2 separate regions of the Anas platyrhynchos genome follow, and region 2 is linked to region 1. A link is a contact called in public Hi-C data. All regions are on one chromosome and are shown on one strand. Each heading gives the region's core, a stretch centred on a gene start, on an enhancer-like site or on the middle of the called end of the contact. The rest is flanking DNA. Distances are from core to core; before and after follow the strand shown.

Region 1 (4,519 bases), core at 512-3,011:
TTTAAGGGTGATGTCATTACTCTGCAAAGTACTTGGGTTATGGATGATGGTAGAACAAATTCTATTTGCTGTTCCTAATCTTCGTGTCTGTGACTAACTCCACATTTTACCCCCTTTACTTGCCTGACACAATTTCTGGCTGCTATATCAATAAGATTACCTATTCTAAACATTGTAGATCGAACAGTCTATTCTCAGATCTATGGGAATTCTAAGTCAGTGAACTATATTTTATGTAGCCTTTTAACATTAATAAGCACTTTAATTATGTTGTCTTTATATATATATATGTATATATACATACTATATATATGTATAACACATATAGTATATTATATATATAATTTATAATGTGTAATATATATATATAATCATCTTCTGTTCTGGTCTTGGTTATTACATTAAGCTGCTGCTGGCTGCAGAAAATGTGTGCAAAGTTGTGCTTCTTTAAGACAGACTATCCAGCTTGTGCAAAAGGTGATAATTAGTTAAAAGATCATTCTTTAGTCCTTTAAGGCATTATAATGCTTATAGAACTTCCAAATTTTTGCTCTCAATATGAATATTCCTGTGAGTTAACTAATTTTCGACAGGCCCGTAACAGTAAAACATTGTCAATAAATATTCCCTTTCAAATGAGCAGAAAACTTGTTTAATGCACCTTCCATCTTTGAAAGCATTTTATCCTTCATGAACCTTGAAGTGCTACAGCAATTCTGGAACTGCCTGTATACAGAAGCTTGCCTGTCACATGTAAAACTCAGATTTCATATATCAAGGGCTTGTGTGAAAATTGCTTTGAGTGTTAATTGCCCAAATGATTCAGTTTTATAAGAGCCTCTCTTATGTACTCAAGTATGTCTCATAGCGAGCTGAGTGCCAAGCTCCAATAGAGAGCCAGCTGTGCTTTGCTCCCAGATGTTTGAAGAAGATAATTCTTGCCTATCATTTCATCTCCCTTCCCAAAATCCTGAGAAATTTGTTTAATGAAGTCATTAATGTACAATAGTAAATTTATTCCTTTTATTTCTGTTAAAAAATATTCTTCCTAGGATGTATGCAAGTTTGCCTTGGCTCAAAATTACAGTAGCACATTGTCAGATTAACTGTGCTGAGGAGATAAAACAAAAGGCATCAGTTCTGCAAAATTAGGACTCTGACAGTATCATTTAGAAAGGATCAGATCCCTCTGTTTTCAGAGATGTTGTTTGTTGTGTTTGAGGTCATTGTAATTCTCCTATTCACCTATTGCAAAACAAATTGCTGTTGGAAATTTAACAAAAAACATACTTGGTCTGAAGTCACAGATTTAAGCTTTTCCAGAACTATTCTTTATCCAGATCTCAAGTTTCAACACATTTGTGTATCAGATCCTTGACAAATTTACATTACTCAGTTTTCTTTTAAGTCAAAGTAGCAACACTGCAGTCAAGAGATGTGTGTTAATTTACACCAGCTGCTTGTGGGCTGAGCTGAAGCCCTGGGTCCAAACAACAAGAAAACAGCCTTTTGCAGGGAGACCCTGTTTAGGCTTTGCCTATCAGTTCACAGGTACAGAGAATTTCAAGAAGAGGTTTTCTGTGCTATACAGTGATAAAATATTTGTAAAATCCACAGCTTGATTTTCATAATGAGTGACCACCATGAATTCCTGCTACTGTCTGACTCAGCTGTTAGAAGAGATTTCTCTCAGACTATGTTGTCTGAGAGAAACCTCAAATAGGTACTGGGTTAATTCACCCAGTCTGTGACCAGGCTGCTAGACTTTGTGGCCAGGCTGCTCTTGAACCACAGGTATGTAGATGTATTTATATTGCACAGGTCTAGGATAGATGGACTCACTGTTGACGGTTCTAAGGGTATCAAGGGAGAGCTCATCTGCCTTCCCAGGTCCATGTGTTTTTGTTTTCACCCACCAAAACAGCATTTCTAGCATAAAGGGTGTTCTGGTCTTCAGTATCTGACCATGCTGCTGGTGCATGTTAAGCTCAGCGTCTGTAGTCCTTCAGCCGTTGTTAAAGCTATTGCAAGGTCCATTTTCCCTGGTTCAGCCAGAGGTGATAAGACCCTCTGGAAAGTATTTTGTCTGTAGTGGATGGCTTTTGCAAGATTGCTGCAGATGATACAAGAGATTATTGAGGTTGCACATGGATCTGAGAGATGTGAAACAGCAGAGCTGCTTGTGGTAACTGTGGGATAGAACAGGTGGTCTGAAAAAAAGCCACAGCCACAGAAAGCTGTGCAAGTCTGGGGTGGCCAGAGCAAGTCTAGATACTTCTCTTCTCTGAAGCCAAATGAGGCATTTGCTTGTGTCCTTATCAAATAATACACCCAAAATCGCGATGTGCACCTTGGGATACAAATCATTCCCTGATCTTGTTCCTACTGGGGATAATGGGAACACTCTCTATGTAGGCTTAGCAAAAGACCTTAAGAAATAGATTTGGACCAGTATCTTGCCCTGCTAGTTATAATGTGAGATTCTGTGGTTTGTAAGTTTGCTTTGGTGAGGTGTTGTGCTGCCAGGACATGTTGCTCAGAGTAAATGTGAGATGTATTGCTGTTTCGCTCACCATCTGTAAGAACCTAGAAAATACAGACAGTAACATATGGAGATCTTTTTATTCATGCCTCCTTCCGCCCCTTCCCCCCCCCCCCCTCCCCCCTTTTTAGTTGTTGTTGTTTTATGATTTTTGAGGTTTGTTTGTTTGTTTGTTTTTTTGTACTTGCATTCAGGTTTTGCCTGTGGAAATAGTGCTTGGATTAGGCTAGTTTAGCAGCCACAACAGCTACTGACAATTAAGCAAGGTGATGAGTGTGGTGGCCTCCTCCAGCTGCTCTGGCCCAGGACCCCTTCTGTTTGGCTCCTGGGGCCCAGCCCCATGCCAGGAGATCTGGGGTCTCTGCCCAGGCTGGGGGATGTAGCTGCTACTTTTCCCTTGCAAATGTAACTGATAGCAAAGATGAACACATATCCCAGAGACACACAGACACCGAGAGGACACTGATATGAACGGTCACACAGGCCCTCCAAGCCTTCAATGGCGCCTAAACACCGGACTCCCATACAACATGGTCACAGACATCCAAGTCTCCTTTGTCCTTCCCAGCTGATAGAGAAAAAAGTTCACTAGTGAAGGTTCACAGCACTCTTTAGGTTCACAAGCACACACACACACACATCCATGGATCCTTTAGCCCCAGCACAGCCCCTCTGTCCATCTAGCAGCCTTGCCTGGATTCTAGGCCCCTAACCTGATTTTACCTCATCCATGGGTTGCCTACTTTCTGACTAGTCCAGCTTGAAATTTGCTGCAAATACACACACTCATCCCTCAGGCACACCACATTTGCAAATCCTGCTGAGAGTACCAATATAGACACCCCTGTATACCTGATGCCCCAGCCCAGGCAAGTAGCCAAGATTCTGCTACTTGCCAGCAGGTCCTGCTTGAATTTTGCTTGCGAATACACACAAACAACCCACACATGGTAGTCTGGGGAAGATGCAGACACTTCCCCCCCCTGCAGCAGCCAGCACGAGGCACACAGGCTCTGCTTTCCACACCAGGCTCCATGGCTCTGCTCCAGCTGCCATCACAGAGCCCACACCTGCCTCACTCATGCCAGTCTTCTCCCAGTAGCTGGCTTGTGGACACATAGTGCTCCAGCCTCGTGTCTAGGAGAGGAGTAGTTCCCTCCTCATGAGGGGAGTAGAAGACCCTCCCACACGCTCCAGTAGCTGATGTTAGGACCCTACTTGCTCCAGTAGCTGGCACCACAGTCTGTGTCCCTACACTCCTGGCCTGACTTCAGGAACTGGGACCCAGTTAACTCACACAGGTCTCCAGTAGCTAGCACTCTGGGCTCAAAGTCTGTAGACCACTCCCTAAATCAGGAAAGGACCATCCAACTTCTGATGCTAGGATCTTTACTCACTCCAGTAACTGGCACCACAGTCCACAGGGCCTACAGCCCTGGCCTGACTTCATTATTTGGCACCTGTTCACTCAGTGCACGTCCCCAGTAGTTGGTTTTCTGAACACAAAGTCTGTAGAACTCTTTCAGATCCAGAGAGTTGTGGACCCTCCAGCTGCTGACCTTAGGACCCTCACTTGCTACAGTAGCTGGCACCACAGCCTGCAGGCCTACATCCTCGGCCTGACTCCAGTAGCTGGCATGAATTCCACTCACATCCACACACAGCTCTTGCCAGTAGCTGGCACATAGTCCTTTCAGCATGCATACACACAGGAAAGATAGTGCTAAAATGCAGAGATAGATAGTTAAGAAAAGATTTAATGAGTAAATATGAGATGACAGAGTGTGGTGATCAGGTGTGCCCAGACAAATACTAGCCCACCCTGTTTTCCAGGCATCCAGACCTTTTATACACTTTTCTACCTATCCCTTCTCCTTTCCTCTTGTTCTCCCTTCCCCTGTATGTGCCTCTGTGGGTTTGCAGAGCTCTTCAGCTTTCCACACCCTCTCATTCTGGGGCCCCTTGGTCCACAATCTT
Region 2 (4,519 bases), core at 609-3,108, 74 kb after region 1:
TTTTTGTCTCTTGTTCTTTCTAAACTTAACAACTATTCTCCTTCAACACTATTACCAAGGAATTCTGCACATGCAAAAAATTTGAGTCCAAAACTTAAGAAGAACTTGTAAGTGATAATCTGGGAAGTAGGCATTCCGGAATAGGCTTAGAAAATCCCCTAAAATATCTGCAGGTTCAGTGGGAAAAAAGTATCATATATCCTTGCATTGTTTTTATTCTTTCTGAGGTGTTCACTTGAGCTCACTAATGGATTCTAGCTAGGGTTACATAGGGGTGAATCAATATGACTGTTCTTATGTCCTTTCTACAGTGACTGCTCATTAGAGTGATGAAGAATTTCTCCTAAGATTTTTTTTTTTCTTTTTTTTTCCTTCTGGAGGATATGCTACTGTTGTGATTCAGTAGGGCCCCTATTTTCTTCTGATCTCAATTGCTGTATCTAATACCAGAAGAATGCAGGGATCTTCATATCAGCACATCTTGTTATTAGGTTAGATTTGTACTCCTATTCACTACTCAGAACTTAGGGTAGATGTTTTTTGCTGTGGTGCTCCTAGTAAAGAGACTGATAGCTCCATCTTTATCTCTATACACCTTGTATTAACAGTGAATAAATGTTGGTAAAGTGTGTTAGTCTAGTCTGTTGGATCTAAAGTGTTAGACCTTCTGCATTCATATGTGGTTTTAGCAACTGCCAAATCTTACATTATAGTAAACTTGTATGAAAATGGGACTGGGGATGCAGTGATATAACACGTTTGCTGAATTACCTAAACTGAAAACACTTGCCAAAAGCCATGCCATAATCAGAATAAAATTCCTGAACAGCTACTAAAATACCACCCATGAAGATAATTTCATTTTCATTTCCAATAGGACTGTAGCACAGGCAATCCATTCAGCTTGCTTTCTTGTACGATTTGTTACCATTACCTTCAGTGCTGTCTTGGCATACAAAGTTATTAGAAAGACAGTGAAAGGACAGATGGGTAGTTAAAAATGCATTGATGCAAGAGCTGGTAGAAGAAGGTTGCCTGGCTATTTGGGTAGCTGGTGCTCAAATATGTACATATCATTATGTGCAGCGTATAAGTAGGTTATGTATCTTTATCAGTATTAAAACATTGATATTTTCTTAGATCAGTTATTGAGAAGCTCTTCTTTCTTATACCAAGTGAGTGACTGACAAAACTGACTATCACAAAGAAAAAGTACATTAGGCTTTGGGAGGAGTTTAATTTGTTTTTATTTTTGTTCAATTGTTTAGTTTGCTTTTGTTTTTAAGAAATTCCTCTCAGCATATAAGTCAGTTACACAGTTGATCTCACAATGCAAATTATATCGATAATTCTACCCTCTAGAAAACAGTCTACTTATAGCCAGTACTGAAGTAATATGTTAAGCATTATATTATCAAAGAGGGACATTCTATTTTCAACAGATGTTTGCCAAATTCCTGCATTAAATTACTCACTGGATCTCTACAGTGTTAAGAACCAGGTAGTGGTTGGTATAGTTGTGCCATGGTGATTCTGTAGTAATGCAGTTCTAATTATTATTGCTTTTACAGGAACACAGACATACAACTGGAAAATACATTGTCTGAACTCAGTCTATGCTGCTATAGGGAGCAATATCATATGATTACTTCAATAAATTTATTAGAATCTGTCTTAGAACTTTACTCACTGATACTCTTGGAAGCCAGTTCTACAGTGTTACTAACCAAGTGGGTAGGAAATGTCTACTCATTTACAAGTTTAATTTATTCAAAGCAAGCTTATGTCAATGTATTAATGGTTCCAAATTATCATTTAATTTCTAATAGCTCCTTTAGCTCTTCTTTCTCCTCAGAGGTTTATTTTCTTCCTGTGATGTACTTATAGGGATCAGTTCTATAATCTCCCAGATTGTCTTAGAACAAAAAGGACAAACTCTTTTATATACATGTGATAAGATAAGCTCTCCAAGCAGCCTATCAGTGTTTTCCATAACTGCTCAGTTTTATTTTATCTTACTCGAATATGTGTGGCCAGAACAGCAGACTGTCTTCCAGACAAACTCCCTATACCACACTGCTAATATTTCCACAACAGAAATAGTTTACATCTGAGGTTTTGGTGTAGTTCAAAGTCTTGTCCACCACACATAAGTCTGCCTTATTTTCTGTCATTTCTAGTTTCTGAGCTCAGGGGCTATAGATTGCTAGTAGCCTTTAGGAATGTGAATTTCCATTTTTTCTGCATAAGGAAAATTTCCTGACAGAACTCCATTTTAGCTGATGACAATAGATTATGGGGGCAAGTATTAGAGGAATTCTCTCTTTCAACATTTAATATTAAGCTTGAAAGGCATGACCCACTGTCAAAGTACACTGGAATCTTACAGTGTTAGTAGGATGGACTTGGTGGCCTAGCAAATCAAAATTTCTACATTTTGTGGCTGTCTAGCCTAAGGGAAGAAAAAAAAAAAAAGGGAGAATTTGTGATTGCAACCAAAATAAATGTCTGCAGCCTCTGCAATGCTAAACATCAATCGATATCAATATAACTATCAGACAAAATAATGTTCCACTGTCTTGTTATCCTGTCAGGATAATCCATGCAAATAGTCTTTATGCATAACTGTCTTATTCAGATACTTGGATGTAATCCATCAAACACTTCTCATCCATTAAATATAATTATATGCTTTGTTGGAATAACCAGATGTTTAGTGCTGAGCTGAGCAGATGTCTGTGCTTCATACCGGAAGGTTATAAACCTATTTACACCAGCAATAAACTACAAGTATTAAAATGATGGAGGAAGTGAGTATTTCTCACTTCATTTTGGGAAATTGCCAGTAATTCATTCTCTTTGTATCAGCCTAAAAAAGATTTGAAGTTTGCTACAGGGTAAATTTGACATAGGAGGTTGTAAAACTTGGCTGAACTTTTGTAGTAAGTGTATTGATGACCACTTTGGATTCCTTTAATAGACTTAATTTATCTTGAAGTGAGTTTGTTTTCAAAGAATTCTGGCCAGATTTTGGACAGGGATAAAGAAAAAGAACACTATTAGAATGGTTTGTTCTTATTCCATGAAGGTCTTTCAGGTGGGGAATGCAATCCATGTTCTCCAAATGGTCTTCTGAAGTGTCAGTCTGTTTATTCAAACCTTTTCCCTTTGTTCAATGCACCTCATGCTCCTCTTGTCTCAAATCTGAGTTCCAGATTCAAAGCTTTCAAAGAATAATCAGCAGAAACATCCAACACGCATTTATTTTGAGGGGGGGAAAAAAAAAGTTGATAGCATAGAATTCTTTGTTTTTCACCCAAAGAATATATCTTTCCCCATTCATCTGAACCTTTCACTGGTTTATCTGTAAGGAGAACTCTCCTAAAAACATGGATGTTGGTGTTTTTCTAAGATTGTAACTGGCTCTTCAGGACTAATTTGCCACAGGAATGTATCTGCTATGTTATGCCTGCAGTCCAGTAAAGCATTTAAACATCTATGCACATAAATAATTTTACAGAACCTACTTTATAGAAATTTCACAGACATGCAATAAATCACTTTTTAAGCAATTTTAGTCATCTAGAGAATTATCTTCCTTTTCTGCTTATGGAATTCTTGTCATTTCTAAGCATCTCAAAAGTATGAAGTAACTCTGAACTATATAATTTTTTCAGCTGAGAAAATTAACTGGGACAAGAAAATAATTAAGGCACCTGCTTTCTTGAGTCCAGGCAATTCAAAATAAACTATCAGGGAAGGTAACCCAAAAAGGAATGATTTTAAAGCAGGAAGAAAGTCTAGAAGCCCAAAGAGAAAAAGGGATGACTTGGTCAATAATAATGATTTTATTATTATTATTATTATTTTTTATTATTTTTTTTTTCTCTGAAAAAGCAAGAAGAGGTCTTCAAGAGAAGCCAGAAAAGAACAATTTCTAGTAGAAAAGTCTTAGTGAGATAAGCTGTGATGGCATTTTGAACAAGAAACAGGTAAAGCGAGGCAGAAAGAGTAGTAATCCAATGTAGTAATTATAAATAAGAGTGGAAGGAACAGTTTCTCCTTGAGTGGACACCTGTTTGCCTGCTCAGATTTTATCTGTTGGACAGGGGGTTAGTTGCTCTGAGGTTAGTAAGAAAAACAAAGAACTACAAGAGAAAATTACTTAGAAACAGAGTAAGATGGTGATATGACATTGGTCAAAATGTAGTTGTTATGTCCAAAAGATTAGATGGGAATCTGAAAGGAAACGCCATAGCAGCTTTTGAAATAACTCCCAATAGGGAATTTTGAAATAACTCCCAATGTGAAAGAGACAGGGAAGGTTTATTTCCCTACAGAACACCAATAGTGAGGTTTACACTTTGGTTTAAAAATAAAGAGCTACTTAAAACAGTAAAAAAAAAAAAATAATAATTTATTTTATTATGTGGAACTTCTCTGAAAAGTCGTGTGACATTATTCATGTTTCCTGATATGTTGAGCTTCACAAGATTCCTGGAATCAAGTTTTCTTTAAT

Evidence for each region. Hi-C and Micro-C count contacts between places; a contact is called where the count stands out from the background.
Region 2: a contact with region 1 is called in a Hi-C map of liver, with 1.7 times the contacts expected there. The contact joins two enhancer-like sites. A contact is called at or near these places in 2 of 8 Hi-C or Micro-C datasets (liver and subcutaneous adipose tissue).

What each region holds. Positions count from the first base shown.
Region 1 is chr7:12,246,335-12,250,853 of IASCAAS_PekinDuck_T2T, forward strand. No RefSeq gene overlaps it. Among named protein-coding and RNA genes, the nearest start is that of GYPC, 43 kb to the right of the region's middle. Within about 2 kb of position 1,762, at least 2 of the 8 cell types and tissues checked have an H3K27ac peak or open chromatin away from gene starts, as enhancers often do.
Region 2 is chr7:12,320,198-12,324,716 of IASCAAS_PekinDuck_T2T, forward strand. No RefSeq gene overlaps it. Among named protein-coding and RNA genes, the nearest start is that of GYPC, 31 kb to the left of the region's middle. Within about 2 kb of position 1,859, at least 3 of the 8 cell types and tissues checked have an H3K27ac peak or open chromatin away from gene starts, as enhancers often do.